Linked DNA regions of Mus musculus: region 1 is linked to region 2. The links are chromatin contacts, called in public Hi-C maps. All regions are on one chromosome and are shown on one strand. The core of a region is the stretch at or near the end of the contact, and the rest is flanking DNA. Distances in the headings are between cores, read along the strand shown. Region 1 overlaps Gm41484 (a long non-coding RNA gene). Region 2 has its middle 38 kb from the start of Gm32865.

Region 1 (6,728 bases), core at 2,494-4,993, 150 kb after region 2:
CCTCTGGCAAAGGAGACTGGCTCTCCTCTACTGACACTTTTTGGGCCACCTCTCCTGAACCCACACCACCAAGGCCAGATCTATTGTGATGTCCAGGTGAGATGCAGGGGCTACTCTCCAGAGTGCTGTGCCCAGGGAGGGGCAGGACACTGTGCAGTCCTTGACTATTAGCATGACCCCAGACAGCAGCTTAGACTAGAGGCATCCATATAGCCTTTGGTGATAACATAGATCACGGACATTGACACAGACCTAGACATGGCCCTTGGCAGCTGCCTTGGCTGGAACATTATCATGGCCTCGGGTGGCAGTACAGGTCCCTCATATCAGACTGTTCCTCACCACCCTCCTTTCTCTACATCTGCACTGCTGGAGCACATGAAGAAGCTGATCCTGCACAACCAACGTTGTAGGATCTCCATGAGTCCTGGTGAGGATCCAGCATTGACAGGATAGCAGAAGCCAGGGGCCTCGGACCAGACCAATGACTCATTGCAATGAACATTTGCTAAGAAATCTGTTTGTGCAAAAGAGTATGCTGTGTGACACACTGTGACACACACTCGGCAGCTTCCATGGTGGCCAGGTGGGTGGTTGTTGTTGTTGTTGTTGTTGTTGTTTTGCTTTTTATTTGTTTGTTTGTTTGTTTGTTTGTTTTATTTTGAGGAGACAGTTGAAAGGGCAGAAAGCAGATATGAAGGGATTAGAAATGAGTGGGACTGGGGTGCAGGATGTGAAAGCACAAAGAGCCAATAATAGGTTAAAAGAAAAAGAAAAAAGAAACAGGGGAAAATGGAGTCTCTCACTATGGTGCCCAAACTGGCTGTGGGTTTCTTTGTGTCTGACAGGAGCAAATGGCAAGTCAGTCAAACCTTGGAAGGTTGTAAATTTGCCTTGGAACTAACTCAGTACAACAGACAGGGGGGCACTTCTGAAGAAAAAGGTGGGCCTTCCCTGACCATTCCAGCAGGAAAAAAAAAAAATCTGTTCCCCGTAAGAAGCTTCCTAGATTGAGACTTGTTAGAAAAAAAGAGAAGTTTCAGCATAGCGAGGGGTGGGAGGGACAATAAGGGCTGATGAGGTCTGCAAATGAAACCCATCGTATACATTCATAGAACTTCACATAAATAAAATGCTCTATTGCTCGCTCCCCGTGGAAAGTGCGGCTGGGTGACACTAACACACATGCTTATACTCACCAGATGGGTAAGCTTGTACTCGATGCAGGATGTGTCACAAGTCTTAAGCTAACAAAGGAAGAGAGAGAGAGAGAGAGATCCCTCCGAAATGAAAGAAATATCATCAGTAAGGAATGAGAGATCCCTTGCAGAAATCCCTATTTAGAGCATAATGTCTCATTTCTGTGAAAATTTAAGGTTAGAAAAATTAAGCAACCCGAGGTCATTCAGAAACTATGCGATGGTACCAGATCTGTAAATGAATTCTCAACTCCTGAAAAGGCGACATAGTCTGTATTATTATAATTATGCCGTCCCAAGCATGTGACGAAGACTCCCATTGCCAGCACAGATATCCCATTTCAGGAATGATGCTCCATTGTGCCTTCCATGTCCTTAAATGTCCCTTAAATCCGAGGTTTTATGAGACTGATGAAAATCAAAATAAAATCCACACCTGGCTTAGAAAATCCCATCGTCAGCGTAGCCAACCTGCAGCTGCTCAGGGAAGCTACAGACTGTCATCACAGTGCCACCCGAGCTCGCCCAAGAATTGTCAAGAGCTGGTGGCCCGTGGAGAGGTGGTGACGTCCAGCTGAGGTTTATCCAGGTGACTGGGTGGGTGTGTCCTTCCTGAAATCTTAACTGGAGGACCAGCATTGCTTTGCACTTGGAAGCACATCACGGCTTTTCCCAAGTGCGCAGGATTTCTGCCCTCTGTCCTTTGACAAAGGCTAACTTGAGGATGGTGAGACCTCCCTTCCTACTGCCTGTGGGGTCCAGGATACTTCTAACCCTATCTACTGTACATAACCATGGCCCATGGAACCTTTGTCTCTTTGTGTTCACCCTCATCATTAAGAAATAGGAAAACTAATTCTTTTGTATGGGCATAGGGGCACTGTCATATCTAGTTTATTCTAAATTTGAGTGTTTGTTTTCTGTCTGGCTCTGCGATGTATACTGAGGGTCTAGGATATAAAATTGGAGACTTACATGCTGAGAGTATATGGTTACATGTATGAGGACAAAGATATGAACATTTAATATCCTAAATATATGGAACCTTGGATTTGCAAAGCCAAGGTCCCTCACATTTGCTTGTGGCATCATTTAAGGTGCATTCACACTTGACTCTGCTTCACAGACTGCCTTTCGTTTCAGAGCACAAAATAGCCTGAATAAAAGACCCAAGATTGCGAAAGAGCCTCCCAAGTTCATTGAAGATCATTCAGACTCACGTGTGCGGATACATTGCTTATATTTAGAAACGTGTGCTCAAACGATGACAGCATAAGATCGCCACGGGGATGTTTTCATCTGCAGTTTTTACTTCTGTCATCCACCACAGCACGTCTGCTGTTGACCATAATCAGAAGCTTGACAAGACCACTTATTTACTTTTCACATATTTAAAATTTGCAGCTGTATTTACAACGGCAAAAAAAAAAAAAGTTAGATTACAATTCACCCCAAGATTCTCATCATAAAGTGCTGTGATTGGGTTGCCACTTCAACTGGAGAAGCAATGAGGAATTCCATGTGGAATTCCTGTATAGTATTCCTGACCACAGCCGTGCCACAGCGCCACGAAGCTCTGTGACACATCTCTTTACTCTTGGGGAATAGCCTCCAAGATTTCTGGTGGACATCTGAGAACACAGATATTACTGAACTCTATAAATACTATGGAAGTGGGTTTTTTTCTTCTATACATACACCCATTATAAAGATTAATTTGTAAATTAGGTATCATATGAGATTACCAATAGTATCATAAATTTTAACTACATTCGAACATAAGTCTTCCTCTTTCCTTATTAAGTCAAAAAAACCGTACATCTTTTGACTTAATGATATGGATCTCTGACTTCTCATTGGCATATACAAGTTTTCCACAGCATTATCTTATGCCTTGGACCCACTATTAAGTGAAATCAGTATTACCAGAGTGCAATTACTATGGTATCACAAACCAACAATCTGATAACACAGACACATACTAAGTGGCTAGTGGGAAGGTAGCAGAGTTAATGTTGGAGTCACTGGACAGAAATATGATTCACAATCCTGATGGGACAAAGAAGAACAGCGTGTGACTTCAAAGTGCTACACAGACAGCACACAGTTTAAAAGTGATGGATTGTTTGTGGAATTTTAGAGTATTATTTTTTGAAACAGTTGACTGTGGGTAATGGCAACAGCAGATAGAAAAGCTGTATAGAAGCAGAAGCACTGTAGAATGTGAGTGTCTCGTAGAAACAGTCTTTTATCAGGAGGCAGAGAACAGCTCCGTGTACTAAAAATGGTCACATTCAGCCTTCTAAAAGGAACAAACAGTGCATGTGCTCAGCGTGACATAAAGACTCCAGAAGTGAGGTGGGTGATGAGAAAGAGAAACTCTGTGTCCATGAGATACTGCTGCAAATCCAACGTGGTTTGCTTAGGAGGCCTGGCTTCTGGAGACTGACCCATTGTGACCAGAGTACCTCCACTCTGCTCAGTGCAGGCTGATGTGGGCGTGAGCTCATGACAGTGTCCAGATGCCACACCAGGGAAGAGAGCAAGCTCTTCAGAAGCTGCTGGTTATCTAGAGCTGTGGATGGACCACTGACAACTCGGCACCTCAACGTAGGACAGACTCATTTCTCCCGCACAGCTCCCTAAGTCACAAGTCTATCCCTGTGTGACTGGCATCTCTGCTGTTATCACTAGGGCCAAGTGATAGCAGCTACAGCGAAATCAGGTGTCAGTTTGGGTCTGAAGCCTGTGAAGGAGTAAAAAACTGCGTCCATTGGTTTTCTTTGCAAGGATGCAAGGCCAAAGCATCCATTTCCTTCGGAATTAGGATCCAGAGGCTATTCTCAGCCAACAGAGGTCACTCAAATTTCTTACCACAAAGCCCCATCTCGCTCCAAGCCAGGAAGAATAGCCAATGCCTGCAGATCTCCAACTGCCTCTACTTCGAACCTCTTGACCTTCTACATTAAAATAGATTGTGTGCGCAAGTAAAGCCCAGCTGGAACATGTTCCTATCTTAGTTCAGTCATTTCTGAACTGATTTAGAAAGTTAACTAGATCTGCAGCTAGATCCCTCGAACAACACATAATAGCACAAGCACAAAGCAGTGTCACGGGAAGTTCCCATAGTCAAGGCCAGTGAATGCAGGGCAAAACTTATTCTGGGATATTATGGAATGTTCCTTCAGCAGACAACCTGACTTGACCTGTTCACCTTCACAGTACATCTCCTCATTTTAAAGACGAAAGCAGATAATCCCAGATTAAAATGAAGGGAGAATAAAAGCTTTTACCACTCCCAGGGGGAGTCTCAACATTGTCAGGTTTCCGGGACTGAGGAGAAGGCTCGGCTGATAAAACACTTGTAGTGCAAGTATGAGGATCTGAGTTCAAATCCCCTGCATACCTATAAAAAAATCTTGCTGTACCAGCACTGGGGAGGCAAAGCAAGGGAATTCCTGTGTCAGGTCAGTCAGCCAGTCTAGCCAGTGGGTGAGCTCTGGGTTATGAGCAAGAGTGTGGTGGCTTCAGTGAGAGGGGCTCCCATAGACTCTTATACTTCCATGCTTGGTCCCCACCTGGTGAACTAAGGAGAGCTAGAAGGGGTGGCCTTGTTGGAACAAGGGCTGCCTCGTTGGAGGAACTATATGGCCAGGGGTGGTTTCAAAGGTTCAACCGGAACCAGTGTCTCTCTCCTTGCTACCTGTGGATCAGGATATAGAACACTCGGCTACTTCTCCAATGCCGTGTCTGTCTGCATGTCTACCGATCCTTGGCATGGTGATAATAGACTAAGCTACTAACCCTGTAAACAAGCCTCCCATTAAATACCTTCCTTTATAAACGCCATCTTGCTCATGGTGTCTCTTCCTAGCAAGAGAACACTGACTAAGCAACCCAGGCTTAAAAATAATTTTTAAAATTTATTTTTAAAATTTCATAAATAAATGAAGAACAACTGAGAAAGGCATTAGCATTGATCTTTGGCCTCCAACACACATGTACAGACAAGAACACACAAGCGCATTTTTAAAACTGGCATGTTTATTTCCATTTATTGATATTCCGGCATTCATGAATGTGTCAGTATTTGCCTTCTAAGTCTGAAGAGTTCTTCATTGTCTTCTGTATGTAAAACGGAGGGACTGATTTTATAAACCATCTTTTCATGACTAAAAAGTAAAGGGAGAAAATTAAATTAAAGAGTAAATTATTTCAATGCAAAATAGTTAATAAAAGAAAAAATTACTTATATTTACCATTCAAGGTTTTTGGGGTTTTGAGGCCAGAGCCCAAGAAAACAAGATTTCAAAAAAACCTACTTCCATATATATATATATGTGTGTGTGTGTATGTGTGTGTATACATATATATATGTATATATGTATATATATGTAATACATGTGTATAACATATTTATATTATATATGTATATATATTATATAATCATATATATTGAAATGTGGAAATAATGGTCTGCTTGTATTTCTTTTCAGATATTAATTAATTCACAAAAGATTTAAAAACATAAAAAAGAAAGATGAGCCACTGTAAATTCCCCAGCCTCCTTGGAAACCCATACTAAAATAGACGGGGAGCTGTAGGGGGTGTGTACTGCCTTTCAAGACTCTCTGAACCTTGCAGATGCATGCCTTTCTGCACATAGCACCCTGTTGCTCTCACGTCTCAGACAAACGTCACGACCAGTTTTACTGAGTTATACATAGTTTTGTAAGCCCATGTCTTCCAGAAGTCCCTGTGGTTTCCTTTGGTGAAGTCCAGCCAGTGATGAACACTGAGAATCCCAGAAGGACAAGGGATCCTCCTAAGGGGCCAACACAGAGAAGAGCAGCTTAGAGACGGTCCCAGAAAATGGCTTCCATGGTGTCCTTTGCCGGTGACCTTGCTGGGGGACTTGAGCATTGTCCCTTAGCTCCTTCATACAGCATTCAGACCATTGCTGTGGGTGGAATGGTCATAGCAGCAATAGTTTGTTGGCAAATGTGGGACCTTTTAAGGGTGATCTTTTGCCACCATTCATTTATGTACATAATATTGAAGTAAACCTGAACATTTTCTTTTTCTCTTTTTTTTTAAACTATTTATTACCTTAGCTGGTGGTCTGTATTATTTCCACATTTAGGCCATAAAATAGTCTTCCTTCCTTTCCTTTCCTTTCCTTTCCTTTCCTTTCCTTTCCTTTCCTTTTTTAATGGCTTTCTTTCAGTTAACTTTGTTGCCAGGTCTCCCAAAAAGACAGCTGAAGTCTATTAACTGTGCTGATCACTATGATTTGGAGAAGGTGTTGGCAAACTTGTGAGTAGGGCACGACGCTGCTGAGGGCTGGTGCTCTAATGATGTAAGGATGAAATGAGATAACTGGAATGGAAGGGAACGGGGTGTTCATGTGCACACATCTCTCCAACTTTCTTCTCTGATCCATCAAGTTAAGTATCTGCAAGTGTGAATACCTCCTGGGACACATCCATCTGCCTCTCACGTCTGAGTGTGCCTTTCAGGAACATTCCT
Region 2 (6,938 bases), core at 4,263-6,762:
AAAAATAAATTCAAAAGGAAATTTAAACACACACTCACACACACACACACACACACACACCTGCTCCTTTCCTTTCCATTCCTGCTCTGACCTTAAGCAGAACAATAACAAAAACGTATTATTAAACTTTTACCATAACCCTGTCCTTACATGAGCACTATCTCCCCCCTGGTATCCATGAGTCTCATGCGAACTTCAGAAGAGTAAACGTCTTGCCTGCTCATACAAAGAAAAGTCTTTCTATGAAGCAGATTCACTGTACCACGATTACCATAAGTGAGAAACTAATGAGACAAAACACACGTAGTATTAGTCACACGAAAGGAATTGTTATATATACATAAGCATCAAAGAACAAAAGAAGCCCGAGGTTCATTGGGAGAAGGCCCACGTGACTAAAGAAAGCTACTGACAGCTGAGTCTCAACTGAGCATACTCCTCTTAAACCATCTTTGGGGGACTCTGGAAAGCAATGGGTCATTGGGAGAAGCCCCACGTGACTAAAGTCTCTAGTTGCGTATGTAGCAGAGGATGAACTAGTCAGCCATCAATGGGAGGAAAAACCCTTGGTCTTGCGAAGAACATATGCCCCAGTACAGGGGAATGCCAGGGCCAAGAAACGGGAGTGGGTGGGTTGAGGAGCAGGGCAGGTATAGGGGGCTTTGGGAATAGCATTTAAAATGTAAATGAAGAAAATATCTAATAAGGAAAAAAAAAAGCTATTGACTACTGAGTCTCAACTGCGCACACTCCTCTTAAACCATCTTTGGGGCACTCTGGAAAGCAATAGACCTGAACTGCATGTCAAGTGCAATGTGAGTCTGATCTAACACACTGAAAGACTTTCTGCTTCCAAGGAAGGAAGAGACAAAGTCCACGCTATCCAGGATGTGCTCCCTGACTCACTATGCTCCACTCCTTCCAAAGGACATGAACGAGTACTGGTCCATTCCAGGTAGGTCTTATCTATCCCTGAGTCTTATATCCCCTGAGCATCCTACAGTTGTCCTAAAAAACTCCAAGTAAGAAGGAGATAACTGGTTGGCCCTGGGCTACCTGGAGACTGTGTTTATGTTATTCCAGAAAAATGTAAAAAAAAAAATTGTTTACTGACCTTAGTGAATTCATAACAGGAAGTCTATAATGGCAAAACAGTAAGAAAAGAAGAAAAATAAGTTTAAATGACATAAAATCATTACTAACAGTACATAGAAGATCTACCCCTTTCTGAAAATCTAAAGAATACATTTGGAAAGTATATAAACTATACTTACCTTGTTTTTATTTTTCTCTTTTACTAGTGTAACTAGGAGCATATTATCCAGACTCACTGAAAAAGAGTCAGAATCTCTGAAGTGGTTACTCTACCAGTGGGGAATTCATTTATTGCTGAGTGTAACAGAAACTGGAATAGGAAACGGCTGAGCTATCAAATTTTCTGTTTGGGGACCACTCAGCTCATGTCGTTTAAACTAAAGTTGACACTTTAAATGAATTTATTGCTCTCACTTTCTTCCAGGACCAGACAGTAGTCCAACTCTCACACATGGACATCTTTGGGATTATATAACTAATCCAAAAGGGACATATTAATGTCACATTTTTTTTTCTTCAATGGTGATCTTTCCAAGGCCACTTCTTTGATGTGATGTCATGTTGTAATTTGAAGCTGAAACTTCCTCTTGCATTACCTGGGGAATCATGTACATTTTATAAGTAAAATGACATTTGTCAAATGATGCACTGTGGCCTTCAGGGTGAACAGGAGAATGAGGAACTCAAGCTTCTGCAGAAAACATGGCGGAGTATTCAGAGCAAAGTGGTCAATGTAAGAATGAAGTCTTCCCAAAGAATTCAGAAATTCATGGTAAGATTGTAAGGCAGAGAATGAATTTGGCAATATTAGGAGAAAACACCATCAGTAGCTCACATTGAAATACTTTATTTTGTTGATCAAGAAATACTAAATGTTGTGCTAGTTTCTAATCAGTGGTGACTAGGGTCTTCACGTAGTCCATTGTCTGTATATAAAGGAACACTTGTCTCGCTAGTGTTAAAAAAAGAAAAGAAAAAGATCTCAGTGAATAGATGATTTAATATTTAGTATTAATCCTAGTGACCATCTGAAAGCTTCTTTATGATACTGGTTGATAAGATAAAAAGAATACACACAATGTCTATAGAATAGTCGTCCTTGGAAGAGAATTTGTGAGGCAAGTGGATATTCCCTGGTAATAATGCTACAGTGAACTGAGAAGGCGTTGGCAAGCCCTTTATCCCAGAAGAGATTAATAGTCACAGCATACAGGGAGCTCAAAACATGAGCACAAATAATCCAGCTTATACCTGGGCACATGATCTGAATGGGAACTTCTCAAAAGAATACACACAAATCGCCAAAGGTATGAAAAAAAAAAAAAAACCTGCTCCATATCTCTGATCATCAGGTACATGCAAATCAAAAGAACACCAAGATATCATTTACCTTGTTTTTGAATAACTCTTTTCAAAGAGGTACAAGGCAACAGATGCTAGTGAGGATAAGGATAATGTGGAACTCTCTTGTGTTATTGGTGGAAATTTGGTTAGGACAGCCACTATGATAAAGGAAGAGAGAAACTGCCATGAAAGCTGTTGTATGTTGAGTCAAAGGAGTCAGGAAAGATGATTCTGTATCTCCTCACCACACAAAAAAGACTAATATCTCAGAGAACTTCCTTACCAATTAGCCCAGTCTGATCATTACATACTCAGACTGTGGACAGGCCCAACAACATCACATTTCAACTCATACCTAAGCACAATTATTTTCTGTCAGTTTGAAATAAGACATTTTCAAGCATTATGAAAAGTAAGTGATAGAAATCATTCTTAAACGGATGAAGACATGCTGTGCTGCCAACATTCCTGATGACGCAGATGATATTTTTGGTAAATCATTAACATGAAAGACTCCTGAGTCAAAAAGCTTATCTGAAGAGTTGCTTACCAAATGAAAACATTTCGAAAAGTATTGGTCAAGAACTTCTTTGAACACATTTCTTCAAAAAATTAGCATTTTATGTAGCTTAAGGTTGACCTTTAAAAAGTAAATTTCTCCATATAGACTACCTATTTAAATTTCATTGAAATAAAAAATTTTTGAATGAAAGCATTTGGTCTGCTCAGAAGGCTCATTATTGTGGTAAAGGGGCTTGCTCTGCAAGCCCGACAGCCTAATTCAACCCCTACAATACACAGAAAGGCATATGCAAAGAACTGAGTCACTTAAGTTTTCCTCTGACATCCATATGTACAGTGTGGCACACATATACACACACATACACACACACACACACACACAATAATAATTATCTTTTAAATATAAAAAAGAATATGATATCATTACATGTTGTGACGGGCACAGGTTTTTATTAGCAGAAGTACATACACTAAAGGAGATCTATCAAACTGATAGTGGAACAAATGACATCCAATGGCTCTAGGCCACTGGACACAACAGTAAGATTCAAGGCAGAAAACCCTCCAGGAATCTCTGCTTTCCCTTCATTCAAAGCATTTGCCCATAGAAACAGACCTTACTACCCTCTGCTGACCATTAGGTGAGTCATGGCTGATGAATTCAGTTGAAACAGACTTTTGGAAGATGACTCCAGAATCAAACGGAACGTTTTGGGAATTTCCTGGAAATGCTATCTCAAATTCGGAACTCGTCAAAGGGCCTTAATAAAGAACGAAGACCAAAGTGTGGACACTTTGCCCTTTCTTAGAATTGGAAACAACCACCCATGGAAGGAGTTACAGAGACAAAGTTTGGAGCTGAGACAAAAGGATGGACCATCTAGAGACTGCCATATCCAGGGATCTATCCCATAATTAGCCTCCAAACGATGACACCATTGCATACACTAGCAAGCGTTGGCTGAAAGGACCCTGATATAACTGTCTCTTGTGAGACTAGGCCGGGGCCTAGCAAACACATAAGTGGATGCTCACAGTCAGCTATTGGATGAATTACAGGGCCCCCAATGGAGGAGCTAGAGAAAGTATCCAAGGAGCTAAAGAGATCTGTAGGTGCAACAACATTATGAACTAACCAGTACCCCGGAGCTCTTGACTCTAGCTGCATATGAATCAAAAGATGACCTAGTCGGCCATCACTGGAAAGAGAGGCCCATTGGACTTGCAAACTTTATATGCCCCAGTACAGGGGAACCCCAGGGCCAAAAAATGGGAATGGGTGGGTAGGGAAGTAGGGGGGAGGGTATGGGGGACTTTTGGGATAGCATTCTAAATGTAATTGAGGAAAATACATAATAATAAAAAATATTTTTAAAAAAGGGGCCTTAATACATTCAGAGAACACTCATACTTCAAAATGTATCTGGTTGTCTTGCTGAGGAAGCTGTGTTTGCACCACAGCCGTACTACTACTTAACAATGTTTGCAATCTCTGTCTTCTTTTGCAGGATGAATATAATGTGCATCGTGGGAAAATATAGACTGGTCAAAACTTTTGCAATAGTGTGGTACCTGACTTTCTGTAAGTTATTATCCAAAGCTCCACTGGGTTTTCTGAACACCAGAATAAGAATTAATTGTTCCTCCCCATCAATTTGTTTTTGGTCATCTAAGCTGCCTCAAAAATGTGTTATATTTATTCCCCCCTAAATAAGCAAAAGTTCAAATGTGAGTCATTTTTGCCAATAATGTCTTGATAATGTTTATTGAACACACACTAAAAGTCACATCCTAAAGGACTTGTGTATATTATAATGGCTTCATACCAGTCTTACAGAGTAAATTGGCCTTGTTACTGTCCTTTTACAGGGTAAACAATGCACACTCAATGGAAGTGAAATAATCTCAAAGTCATGGCTAAGGAGATGATCTGAAATTCAAGCCAATACTTTCAACTCCACAGCTTCCTCTTGGCACCACTGATGCTATCTCTATCTACTCTAATGTTTTTTCATGGACTATACTCTTGTCATAAGTGAGTGGCGATAAATTTATTTACCATTATCTCACTACAATCCTTATAGCAGCTATGAGATATCAGTATGGTAGATTATAGATATGGCATATTAATTGATTTTCTTTGAAATCAAACCCTTAGTGGTACTGAAATTAATGTGATAACTTGTTAGGACATACACCACTAGCAGGTGGCCTACAACATTAGTTTAATACATGTGAAAATTTAACTTTCCTTGTGGAGTAAACTATTTATCCTTCCTCTCCACAATCTCCCAAGTGTGGTTACCCATGGGCATTCCCAGGTCCATTACTTAACAGTTCAGTGTTGTCCTCTATTTGACGGCATTTACAACAATCTACAAATGGCAATGGGTTTGGATTTTGTTTTAATTATTTTTAAATCCTTTATTTATAATCATCTCCCTTGATCTCCTATGTAACCAACATTCCAAGAATTCAAAATGCATACTGCCCAGAAACTCTTTTAACTCATACATTCAAATGGCTCAAACTTTGTTGACTATCAGAGTCACCGCTAGAGGTGACTCATTTGCTTTCAGAGATTAGACATGGTCTCCTTTGGTGTTCTCTATGTGCAGGAAACAACCAGGGAGTATTTAGCAAAAGAACAAGGAAAGGTTGATGTTGCAACACAACTCACATGCCAACTCCAGCTGGGCTGGCAGAGAAACCAAGACTATTAAATTCAGGGGTGTTCTCTCTCCCTCCCTAATGAGCATCTGAGATTAATATAAGCTCTTGAAGAGCTGAGGGTTCACAGATTTCAAAATGCAACCCCCTACAAGTTTGAAAGGTGGACTCATAAATTACGTGCAAATAAAATTCTCACATTGTTAAAAGGAACTCTGCTTTTTTTTTTCTTTTTTTTTTTTTTTTTTTTTTTTTTACGCATTGCTTAGGCAAGCTGGAAAAACTGCAAGAAGAATGAAGGTGTGCGCTGCTAGGTCCCATGGAGCTTCTTGTCTCACTAGCTTCTCAACTCTGTAGGCAACTGTCACACTCATAGCACTGGCCTTGTTCAAGAAGCAACCATTATTGGGTTCTTTGTAGGGGTGATGCACAAGGTTTCTGTGATGCAACAGTCCCAATTGAACCTGGCCAGCTACGTGTGTCCTTCTCACCCAGTAGGTGACGAGGGGTAAGCAAACATTCTACCCTATCAGAGATGATGATGATGATGATAATCAATTTGTTTGGCTGGGTTTTACGGAGAAGAACCCAACCGTGAAATTCCCAAATTGGTAGACAATGGAAGAATTGGGAAATGTACAAAAATCGGCAGCGCAGAGTGCTGTAAAGCATAAATAATCATGGGTTAGAAAGAAGAAAAGAGCTAATGGAAGGACTATCACAGTATTTGACAAACCTGAAACTTGTGAGCAGTAAGAGTTTTACTTAGGTCAGTTGCTGGCAGAACCTCCCAAGGAACAGCCACATCAGATTCCTGTCAGCAAGCTCCTCCTGACAAGAGCAACAATGTCACAGTTTGGTGTCTGCAAACAGGATGGATTCCCAGGTGGGGTGGTCCGTGGACAGCCCTTCCTTTAGTCTCTGCTTCATTTTTTTTTTTTGGCCCTGTCTTTCCTTTGGGTAGGAACATTTCTGGGTTTAAAACCTTTGAGATGGGTGGGTGGCTCCAACCCTCAACTGGGGGCTGTGCCTATCTACTTGAGATGTAAATAAGTAGAATGATTGATTTTTTTGAAAAAAAAAAAAGAATAAAAAATAAATTTAAAAAAATGTTAGGATGCTCAGAGCTCCAGGGTACCAGAAGACCATCGTGTTCTTGCTGCTAAGAGAATGAGATGTCCTGTCTGTTTCAGTTGCCCCATAATGTGGCTCCATTTCATCAATCCAGGCACTTACTATGAATGAAAGTGTCACAGCCAATCCCATGTTACATTAACCTGGTAAGAAGTTGATTACAGCCTTCTTCA

The links. A called contact is a pair of places that touch in the nucleus more often than the background predicts.
Region 1: a Hi-C map of uterus shows a contact between it and region 2, with 9 times the contacts expected there. The contact joins two enhancer-like sites. A contact is called at or near these places in 10 of 484 Hi-C or Micro-C datasets (adipose-derived mesenchymal stem cells, cortical neurons, embryonic stem cells and 3 more) and 2 of 115 datasets of contacts at active chromatin or transcription factors (fibro-adipogenic progenitors and pancreatic cancer cells).

The regions. Positions count from the first base shown.
Region 1 is chr16:87,235,583-87,242,310 of GRCm38.p6, forward strand. It overlaps Gm41484 (a long non-coding RNA gene), which reads right to left. Exons shown (of 3, transcript XR_876207.2): 2 at 6,671-6,728; 3 at 5,255-5,371. Among named protein-coding and RNA genes, the nearest start is that of Gm41484, 7.7 kb to the right of the region's middle. Within about 2 kb of position 3,744, at least 7 of the 459 cell types and tissues checked have an H3K27ac peak or open chromatin away from gene starts, as enhancers often do. A contact at or near this core is called in uterus, where this site is marked.
Region 2 is chr16:87,086,584-87,093,521 of GRCm38.p6, forward strand. No RefSeq gene overlaps it. Among named protein-coding and RNA genes, the nearest start is that of Gm32865, 38 kb to the right of the region's middle. Within about 2 kb of position 5,513, at least 12 of the 459 cell types and tissues checked have an H3K27ac peak or open chromatin away from gene starts, as enhancers often do. A contact at or near this core is called in uterus, where this site is marked.